3 separate regions of the Drosophila melanogaster genome follow, and regions 1 and 2 are each linked to region 3. Evidence: chromatin contacts called from public Hi-C and HiChIP or PLAC-seq data. All regions are on one chromosome and are shown on one strand. The core of a region is the stretch at or near the end of the contact, and the rest is flanking DNA. Distances in the headings are between cores, read along the strand shown. Region 1 holds the start of CG32812. Region 2 holds the start of CG3638. Region 3 holds the start of CG14629.

The links. Hi-C and Micro-C count contacts between places; a contact is called where the count stands out from the background. HiChIP or PLAC-seq counts read pairs in DNA pulled down with a chosen protein or histone mark.
Region 1: a contact with region 3 is called in a Hi-C map of the Kc167 cell line, with 3 times the contacts expected there. The contact joins the promoter of CG32812 here to the promoter of CG14629 in region 3. A contact is called at or near these places in 5 of 107 Hi-C or Micro-C datasets (the Kc167 cell line, the S2 cell line, embryo and 1 more) and 1 of 6 datasets of contacts at active chromatin or transcription factors (the Kc167 cell line).
Region 2: a contact with region 3 is called in an H3K27ac HiChIP or PLAC-seq map of the Kc167 cell line, with 2.3 times the contacts expected there. The contact joins the promoter of CG3638 here to the promoter of CG14629 in region 3. A contact is called at or near these places in 8 of 107 Hi-C or Micro-C datasets (the D17-c3 cell line, the Kc167 cell line, the OSC cell line and 2 more) and 1 of 6 datasets of contacts at active chromatin or transcription factors (the Kc167 cell line).

Annotation. Positions count from the first base shown.
Region 1 is chrX:1,285,924-1,289,011 of dm6, reverse strand. It overlaps CG32812, which reads right to left and starts at 1,722. Exons shown (of 2, transcript NM_130543.4): 1 at 1,078-1,722; 2 at 67-1,020. The coding sequence starts at 966. The coding sequence ends at 289.
Region 2 is chrX:1,234,976-1,237,991 of dm6, reverse strand. It overlaps CG3638, which reads left to right and starts at 1,308. Exons shown (of 11, transcript NM_166874.3): 1 at 1,308-1,547. It overlaps CG11403, which reads left to right. Exons shown (of 3, transcript NM_130542.4): 2 at 29-226; 3 at 285-1,119. The coding sequence ends at 917.
Region 3 is chrX:1,049,923-1,052,905 of dm6, reverse strand. CG14629 reads right to left here and starts at 1,381. Exons shown (of 1, transcript NM_130525.4): 1 at 275-1,381. The coding sequence starts at 1,366. The coding sequence ends at 407. All of the region lies in intron 1 of lncRNA:CR44779 (long non-coding RNA:CR44779), which reads right to left.

The sequences.
Region 1 (3,088 bases), core at 473-2,972, 240 kb before region 3:
AGATGTATAAAAATGTCCCTCGCAGAAAAGTAGGCAACATCGAAAAGTACAAATGTGAAAGCACTTCGGTGGTTCATAATATTTTTACTTAACGCATACGATTTTGTGACCTAATTCCTTTGTAACTTAAATGTAAGGACTTAAATTATATTTGCTCAATTTGGACTACAATTTTCCTAGTACCCACACCGATAAAGGAGGATTCCCTGATTCCTATCTCACTGGATGGAAGTGAATGGTATATTGAAAACACAAACACAACATGTGAGTGTTTTGGCGTGTGGTGCTTTACGGGCCTGAGCCAACTGGCAGTACCATCTCGGCATCGGCCTCGTCATCGTCCTCCAGCCACTTGGCGATCGACAGCCGTCTGTCGACGTCCACACTAAACAGGCGCTTCTCGAACTCCCCATATGAGATATGGTCGCAGCAGAAGCCAAAGGCCTGATGCTCTAAAAGTTGCAACTCGGCCTCCACCTCAGGCAAACGGTTCTCGGAAAGCCCCTCCTGACGTTCCTGATCCTGTTGCTGACTCCAGGCCAGATTGACAATGCTGCGCATGATCTGGCGGAAGTCGGAGCGTGTGATGCAGCCGCTGCGCCTCGTGTCAAACATCTTGGACAGGAGTTGAAGCTTCTGAACACGCCCGTCGCGCCGCCTCACTGAACCGCGTCCAAACTGTGGCACCAAAATGGTGGAGCAAGTGTCCACGAACTGCTTGAAACCGATACGCGCGCTGGGGTCACGGCTGGGGAAGAAGCCGTCGATGATCTGGCGGTGAAGCGGGTTGAGGGATAGCTGCGGAATGCGCAGCAAGTCGGTGGGCGTCAAATAGCCGCGCTGGTGGCGATCCAGGCTGCGGAACCGCGTGTGCAGCTGCTCTAGCTGCTCTGCGGACAGCCCTGTGGCCTGCTGGTGGTCACACAGTTGGACGGGGTTGAGCTGACGACTTCCTACCGAGCCCATGCCGGTTTGGTTTCAATTACTCGATGAGTTTCCGTTTCGGGACTTACAAGTATTCTGAACGTTTTGAAGTTAAAAGACGTACTGCTAACAGCAAACACGAAGATAACTCACCTCAATCGGAATTCTGATCCCAGTGCTGTTTTAAACGAATCCGTGATATCTTGAAACTGCTTCTAATTGGTAAGGAGCATGCCATTGTGATGCAGGGAGTACATATGGAATCTGTATCCATGGCGGAGGTCCAGCGGGTGGCACTGCCGACATCTATTTGTGCGCCTGACCTTGGGGCAAAAGAAATCGGAATAGTGGAAAACAGCTCTCTTGGCATTATTTCTGTGTCATTTTCATTTGTTGACTTTTGCAAAATGCCGCATAAATCAAAACGGGCGCTGTCAAGGCCACAGGTTGCTGGCATACGAGTAGGAGAGGGGCAAGGGCGGTGGCCAGCTACTTCCGCGCCATCGTCGTCGTCGCCTCTGACGCACTATAACAAAAGTGCTATATCTTCCGACCCCTCCCCAACCGCCCACGTCACCTGATGCCCCGCTCCAGGGGCGACGGAGACGCCACAGTGCGTGCGCCTTGGCCAGCTGCCAGTTGACGAGACTCCGCCAACCCTCCCTGGTGTCCAACCAAACTAATTGGCCCGCTTTCGTTGCGTGCCTGTCCGCTGGCAAGGTTGGAGGGCAAGGTAAAGTGTTCGTTAAACGGACAAGGCAGGACTTTGACGGCTAACAAGCCTAGCAGACACTACTTCTCCAAATGCAAAAGTAATTTTCAACTTGCTTACTCCCAAATGCTTTAGAAGTCGATGTTTGTCGCATTGTTGACTGGATCGGCTGGATGACAAACGCCGTACCTTCGACACTCGCCACAACCAATGGAGACATGCTTAGTGGAGACTTGAAGAAGGAAGGGACTGTTCGTTCGAACGTAGCTGATATTTCGGACACGAACCACAACGTTTCAGCTGCAGGAGACCCAACGCCCATTTCGCATTCTACTCGTTAGTTGGAGCTTTGCGCGGTGGAACCAACGTAACCCACGCTGATTCAGATCGCATTCACAACCCCTGGGGCTTGATGACAAATAAATACAAATAGCTATGGCCATAGTTATAGCCATTGCAATTACCCCGACCTCTGCGGCTATGATTGAACATACAAATTACGAATATGCTTTGCATATAGAATCGCGCGATCCAACCGGAGCTAAAAATACGTACGAGTACAGAAAAACTGTTACATTTGACGACCGCCAATTCCACTTGCAGCTGAGTAATGCGCCGAAATGTGTATGAAAAGCGTTTTTCGTCTGAATGTTTTGAGGGAAAACAAAATCATATACGTGTATATGCGAGAGGAAAAAAAGAAATAATGAAAAATGCGCGGCCACATGCCGCCGGCTGTCCGCTGGCCCCATCCGCCGGATTCCTCTCCCCGAGGCACAGAGCAAAATCGACGAAATGCTCGGCGAGTGTCAAAAACGCGTCAAGATCAAAGCGGGCACGAAATTTCACCGCCCAGTTGCCAAATGCAATAATAAATTGGCCACACTAGCCAGCAAGAACAACAACATTAGCCAGTATCGAATACTCACAATACAATGGGGGTCGCAACTTTAGCTCCCCACAGTAGAAGTATGTAGATACATATGTATGTACTTCTTGTCCTAGTTGTGTTGTCCTCTTCCCAGTGTGGTTGGAGTCTTCACTGCAGCTTACGACGATCCGCGGGTTGGTGTCCCGACTAACCGCAATATCTCGTTTAACTTGCTCATCATTTTGGACGCTATAATTTCCACCCTGCCTGTCTGCAGAAGTGCTCTCCTTTCTTTGGCGCTCGAAATGCATAAAAAGTGTTTTGTTTGTTCAACATTTTGCGGCCCACTGCTGCCATATGTCCGAGGCCCGCTGTTCGCCATTCGAGTGAGTCAGGCTGAATTGGATGGATTGGATGGATTGAATTCGACTTGCTGTTGCCATAACCGCGGCATAATGAGACACATTTAATGCATTTAAATGAACTCGATTACCGAGCGGGGGTTGCAGTGCATGCCTGAAGGACGACGCTTTCCATATGGCGTCTCTGACAGCGCGACGTTGAGTTTCCAAGGATCTGGA
Region 2 (3,016 bases), core at 59-2,558, 190 kb before region 3:
CTTTTAATCACAGTGCAATGCTCGATAGATTGTGATCGCTGGCGGAACCATGCAGCCCACTAAGGAGCTGAAGGAGCAGCTATTTACCGGTTGCCATGATCGTTTGGTCGAGCGTTTCTACAACCACGTGGTGGCGAATGACGCGATCTTGCCCTTTGTGATATCCAATGGCCCCAGCGGTGCTCCGCTGTCTTTTAAGTTTGCTCATAGAGGCAGTGCAGAAATGGTGAGTCCCTTTTGATATGTCTTCCATATTTGCTCCCTTATTGATGGCTCCACTGCAGCTCCGGGAGCTCTCAATGATTCTTCGGAATCTGTGCCAAGTGGTGCCGGGCGGAGTAGTTTGCTTCCTGCCGTCCTACGAGTATTTAGACAAGGTCTACAAGTACCTGGAGCAGTCCGGCACCCTCGAGACGATTAGCGGCAGGAAAAGCGTGTTTCGTGAGGTCTCCGGATCGGCCGAGCAGCTCCTGGACAACTATGCGCTGGCCATTAAGAGACCTGCTTCGTATGGAGCCCTCCTCCTGAGTGTCGTGGGAGGAAAGCTCTCCGAAGGCCTGAACTTCGCTGACGATCTGGGCAGAGCAGTGCTCGTAGTGGGCCTGCCGTATTCCAACAGCCTGTCGCCGGAGCTGCGCCAGCGAATGCAGCACCTGGACGAGAAACTGGGACCGGGCGCAGGCAACGAATACTACGAGAATCTCTGCGTAAAGGCTGTCAACCAGTGCATAGGACGGGCAGTGCGCCACATCAAGGACTATGCCTGCGTATATCTGCTGGATAAGCGTTTTGCGGATCCGAAGATACGCGGCAAACTGCCGAAGTGGATTTCCCGCCACATCGTGGAGGCGAACGCCGCGAATGGAGGCTTTGGAGCCGTGCAAGGACGCACGGCTAGGTTCTTCAAGGGCAGATGAGCCTTGGGTACACCTTCTTCCATAAAGATCTTAATTGTATTTTAGCTTTAATTCTTAGCTATAGTATCAATATACTAGATTGTAATTGTATTTTAGCTTTAATTCTTAGCTATAGTATAGTATATTGAAGTCTTTATTTTTTCTTATAAAAATAGCATTTGTAGGCCATTGTAAATGGTTAAATAAAGTGCATAGCAATTTTAATTATTTCGAAGAGGAACAGTAGAGCCATCTGTTGAGAAAATAATTATTGGTGCTCAAAATTTTGCATAGTGCATTTTTTGGTTCGAGCAGCGGCTAAGCACTTTGCCGAGAAACGAATCAGGGCTGCAGGTGTACATGGACAAGTATTCGATTTTTGCCACCTCTCTGCCATCATCGATAGTATTCGATAGGCATCGATTTTATTTCCAGCTCTAGCAGAACTGCGTTTTTTCCCCGTGTTTTCGTTGTTCTCGTGTTTTAGGCCCAGAAGTTCTTGTGCGAATGAACATGTAAAGCCGAACCGATTTGTGCGGTGGATCGGGGACTAAAGATTCGAGCTGTGCGAGGGCTTCAAAGCGAATTGACGGCGTCGTGCAAGGCATCGAAAACGAAAACCTTCGAAGCACTCGTTCTTCGTGTGTGTGTGTGAGTGCAGTGTGTGTTTTCTCTGTATGCCGTTATGTTGTTTACCTATTTTTTGTTTTAAATAAAAAGTCTTGCGGCGAAGCAAGTTTGAGTTTGGTACTCCTTTTACAGCCACTCGATTTTTTAACCCACACACAACCACCCCCACCCCCACGCATTGATAAGCGAGTATGCTTGTTTGTCTTTTATCATTAATGCTACAAAAAAGCGACCGAGAAGCAAGTCGGCGCTATTGAACAAATGTCCAATAAAAGGGGCAACGTACCCAGTGAATCTGCCAGTGTGCGGTTGAAATTATATAAATTAAAGCCATTCTAACAGAAGAAGCAGTCAAGATTGGCTAGATTCTAGAGCTAAGCTCCCGTTTATTCAGACACGCATTCACTAGCAATACAGGTTGTTGCTAAATGTAATTTTAATAGCGCATCATAGAGCTGAATATCTAATGCTCCACCCCCCCGGTGACCCACCATTTAGTGGTTATTCTTGTTAGTTGCTGTCGCCATTGTGTTTGTCTCCACTCCACTGGCAAACTCGTTTTGCTTGACTTTGATGGAAGCAGAGAATGAAAAAAAAACACAAAAGAGGAAGGCAACTGGCACACATTTAAAACTGAAAAATCAGCAGAAAGAGCTTCGAGTCGAAAACCAGCTTGCAGTTGCACTTTGGAAGTTGATTTTGGAGTTGGGTGCAAGTGAGTGCGATATCGTTATCGATAGCTTTTCCTTCAGCTTGTTTACTTCTCGGACTCCGTATCTATTCTACAACTGTCCATTTGCGCCTCCTCTTTATCGTGTTCTTTTCATTCCCCATTATCCAGAGTAGAGAATACCCTTCCATCCAATGCAACGGCGTATGCATACGAAAGCCACTGCTGATTTATCATATATATATTTCTGCTTTCTTCCAGAGCAAAGTAATTGCATCGCATGATAGCCGTTAGTTGTCCGTGGACATGTTTCTTCTAAATACATTCTACATTATGTGCAGGGTATCCAGAAGTCGCCATCACCTTGTTCGTAAGCCACTCTTTTCTCTCTGAGCAGAATGAGCGGCGCAGGTCCCTTCTTTGTTAGTGATGGCAATTTGTAGGAGAGCAAGACATGCCTATTACAGTTGAAAATCGAAATTAAATATAAATATAAATTCTAGTATTATATTAATAATTTTACCATGAGCTGCACAAATTCCTCTTAGATATGTTGAACTGAATATTAGCTAGAATATAACGAATCCCTCGCCTATCAAAAGTTAATGCATTGCATGTTAAAACTGAGTTGACGCAACTGTGCTCTCCCTACGCTCTCTCTCTCTCTCCGCTACTCTCTTCCGTGGCGGCTCTGTCGCTGTCAGAAAAGTCTATTTAAGCAACCGCGAATCGTGCTCTTTTTGTTATTGCACTCTGAACCGCGCGACGGTTGTCATCGCAGGACCGAATCGAATCCGAATCTCGAATAATTTTCAACTCG
Region 3 (2,983 bases), core at 132-2,631:
TTTGGAATGTGTGCGAAAATGTGATGATAACGATCAGTGACACGGCTTTAAAGGTTCTTATTATGACGTTGCCTGGCCGTAAATTCAAATTCAAATTCAAATTCTGCTACTAAAGTCAATCAAATTATTGACAGTGGACCTGGGATGACCCCAGTTGCCGTTCATATTTCAGGCTTGTGTTTATGCAGCTTAACACTTTGGGCCCCGCTTCCTTAACCCTCATTCCACAGCCGCCTGCCTTTCCAGATGCCCGGAGTTGAAAAGGGAATCCGTTAAGCGGCTTACGCCGGGCAGCAGTCCGTCCGTCCGTCCGGTGCACAGACTCCGTTCCCGACTTTGCAAAGTTTATTAAACATAATTATAAAATATCAACCAAAAAAAAAAGAGAGAGAGAGAGCGGGGAATGTTAGGCCAGTCGGGCGAGGAAAGTGGCCATTAGCAGGCTCGCAGAGGTCCAGGTGAGATGAAGGGATACGGATGAGCCGGACTGGGATCCACTGGTCAAGGGCAGGGCTCTGCGGTGCTGCAGCTTGACCCTGTCGATGTGGGGCTGGCAGGAGGACTCCTTCCTCACGTATCGAAACATGGACTCCACGATATTGCTGGGAGTGATCGTATCGCACTTCTCCAGCAGACTGACGGTGCACGTCTCGAATGCGTAGAGGTCGACGCACTGCTTCGGACCCAAGACCAGCTGGGGCAGATCCCACTCCGGGCTAATCGACTTGGGCAGATATCCGGCGAAGGAAGAGTTCAGGCAATTGGCGATGCCTTCGCGACTCTGCTGCAGGCACTCCGGGCCCTCTTCGGCGATAAAGAGCGCAATCTGGTCTCCGTTCTTGTAGCATATGAACTCCAGCAGCTTGTCCGCAATCCTCTGCAGCACCGCGTTGTGGGTCTTCTCATCGGTGGTCAGGCAGGGCAGGATCGCGTCGTTGAAGTTCTTCAGACAGGTCTTGGCCTGCGGCAATCGGAGGCAATACTTCTCGAAGACCACGTCCAGGTCGCCCTTGGGACTCGCCTCCTCGATCTCCGCCTGGATCTCCGTCATATTGGCCAATCCGGAGAGGCATTCTGCGAGGTGAATGCCCGCATCCTCGATGGACTTGCTCAGGGCAGAGGCGTTAACAGATCCTTTCGGCAAATGGTCATTGGCCTTCTCGCACTTCGACTGCAGCCACTTTTGGAAGTCGGCCAAGGTCACATTGGTGTTTTGCAGGCCTTGGGGCAGATAGTTTGACCTTAGCTGGTCCACATCCACGTTCTCCAGCAGCGACGGATCCAGGGAACCAGCCAAATCCACAGATCCAAGCACGGCGTGAACCGCGAAGGCCAGTAAAAGCGGACAAAGCGACCAGCTCGACATTCTCGCACTAACTGGCTGCAAAGTGCTGAGAGTCGGAGCTCGCAGCCGCGGTTTCTTATCTCCACGATGTGGGGTGGTGTAGTGTGCTGCGCCGCTGGGGCGACGGAGGGGTCAATGTCTGAGATTAGGGCGCCCCACAAAGCCAATCGCCCGCCTTATTCGTGTATCGGTAATCAGTCGGGTGTTTACTCATAACCATCGACACAGTACGAGTATGCCGTCCGTATGAAAAACCAATGTGGCAGGAAACTGAGAATGTGAAATCTGTATCGGTATCGGAACTATACACAAACTAGAGCATCACAGCAAGCACACATTTTAGTAGGGTGCTACCCAAACGAACGAAATAAAGTTCTTTTGATTTAGTCCAATGTGTAACATTACACACTTAAGTTGCAATGGACCAAACACAGTTAAGTTGCAATGGACCAATCACCCAATAAAAGTCTCGGCGCTGTCTGGCCCAAAACGGCTTAAGTTGCGATTATAGCTCGATTTTATTGATTACGTTTGATGTGCGCCCCTAAGATGATAAACCTGTCTGCAGTTCAAATAGGGCCATTGATAATAAGTTGAAACTAAGGCAAATCGTAATTGGTTTCGCTGTTATCAAGGGATTAATTTCGGGCACTATACATTAAGACTTTCCCGCTTCGAAAGAGCGTGAGATCGAGTAAGTAATCGAGGCATTCGAGCTGATAGCAATTTAAAAGTCGTTGGTGCGCGATAAGCCGTATCGTCTTTCTTATCTTGATCGCATGGGATTATCGTTGAATCATGTTCAGTAAGCCTAATTAGATGATTATATATATAGAATCTTAACATTTAGCAGCTGCTAGCGAATATCTTGGCTATCTATTGCTACTAAAATCACTCGAAAATGCTCATTAATACATTTTCTACACGGATCAAGCTTCATTCAAAAGTCTTCCTCTGCAGCCACCATGCCACCCACTATGCGGGGTAGAAATATAACAACACTTGCAGCAGCACGACCATCCAAAGAACACCGACAGCAACTAAAAACGGGAGCAGCGAGCAAGAAAGTAACAATTTATCTTCGTTTGTTGCGGAAGTTGCAAGCGCAATAAACAACATCGGAAAGGGGCGGCTGGCGGGAGGGGCGTGGCTTGGCGAGGCGAGCATAGGGTGCCTGGCACAGCGAATTTTCGGTTAAAAATTATACCGAAAATTGCAGCTAGCGGAGCTAAAGCCAAAGCGGCAAAAAACGGGGGAATTCAGTGCAAATTGAAATGAAGCGCGTGGCAGGGATTCCTAAAAAATGAGCACAATTAATTGCTGCTCACTGTTTCGCTTGTGGGCGTGGCCAGGGGCAGCACTTAGTCGGCGGCAGGCAGTGGGCGGCAAGGGGCGTCGCACAATTAGTTGGCTGCAATGTGCTAGCATTTCTGCATTTGTCCAAGGTAGCAACAAATGCTGCCAACGTGCAGACGGATATTCCTCTGCTGATTCGGGATAATTAATCTATCAATTTCGTACTAATTAAACATTTGGGCCTACATTTTATGAAGTCCGATGGACGGAATTGTTGTCATTGCCAGTGAATCAATTTGGGGAATTAAATTCTCCGCAAAACTAATGAAGGGAAAAAATCCC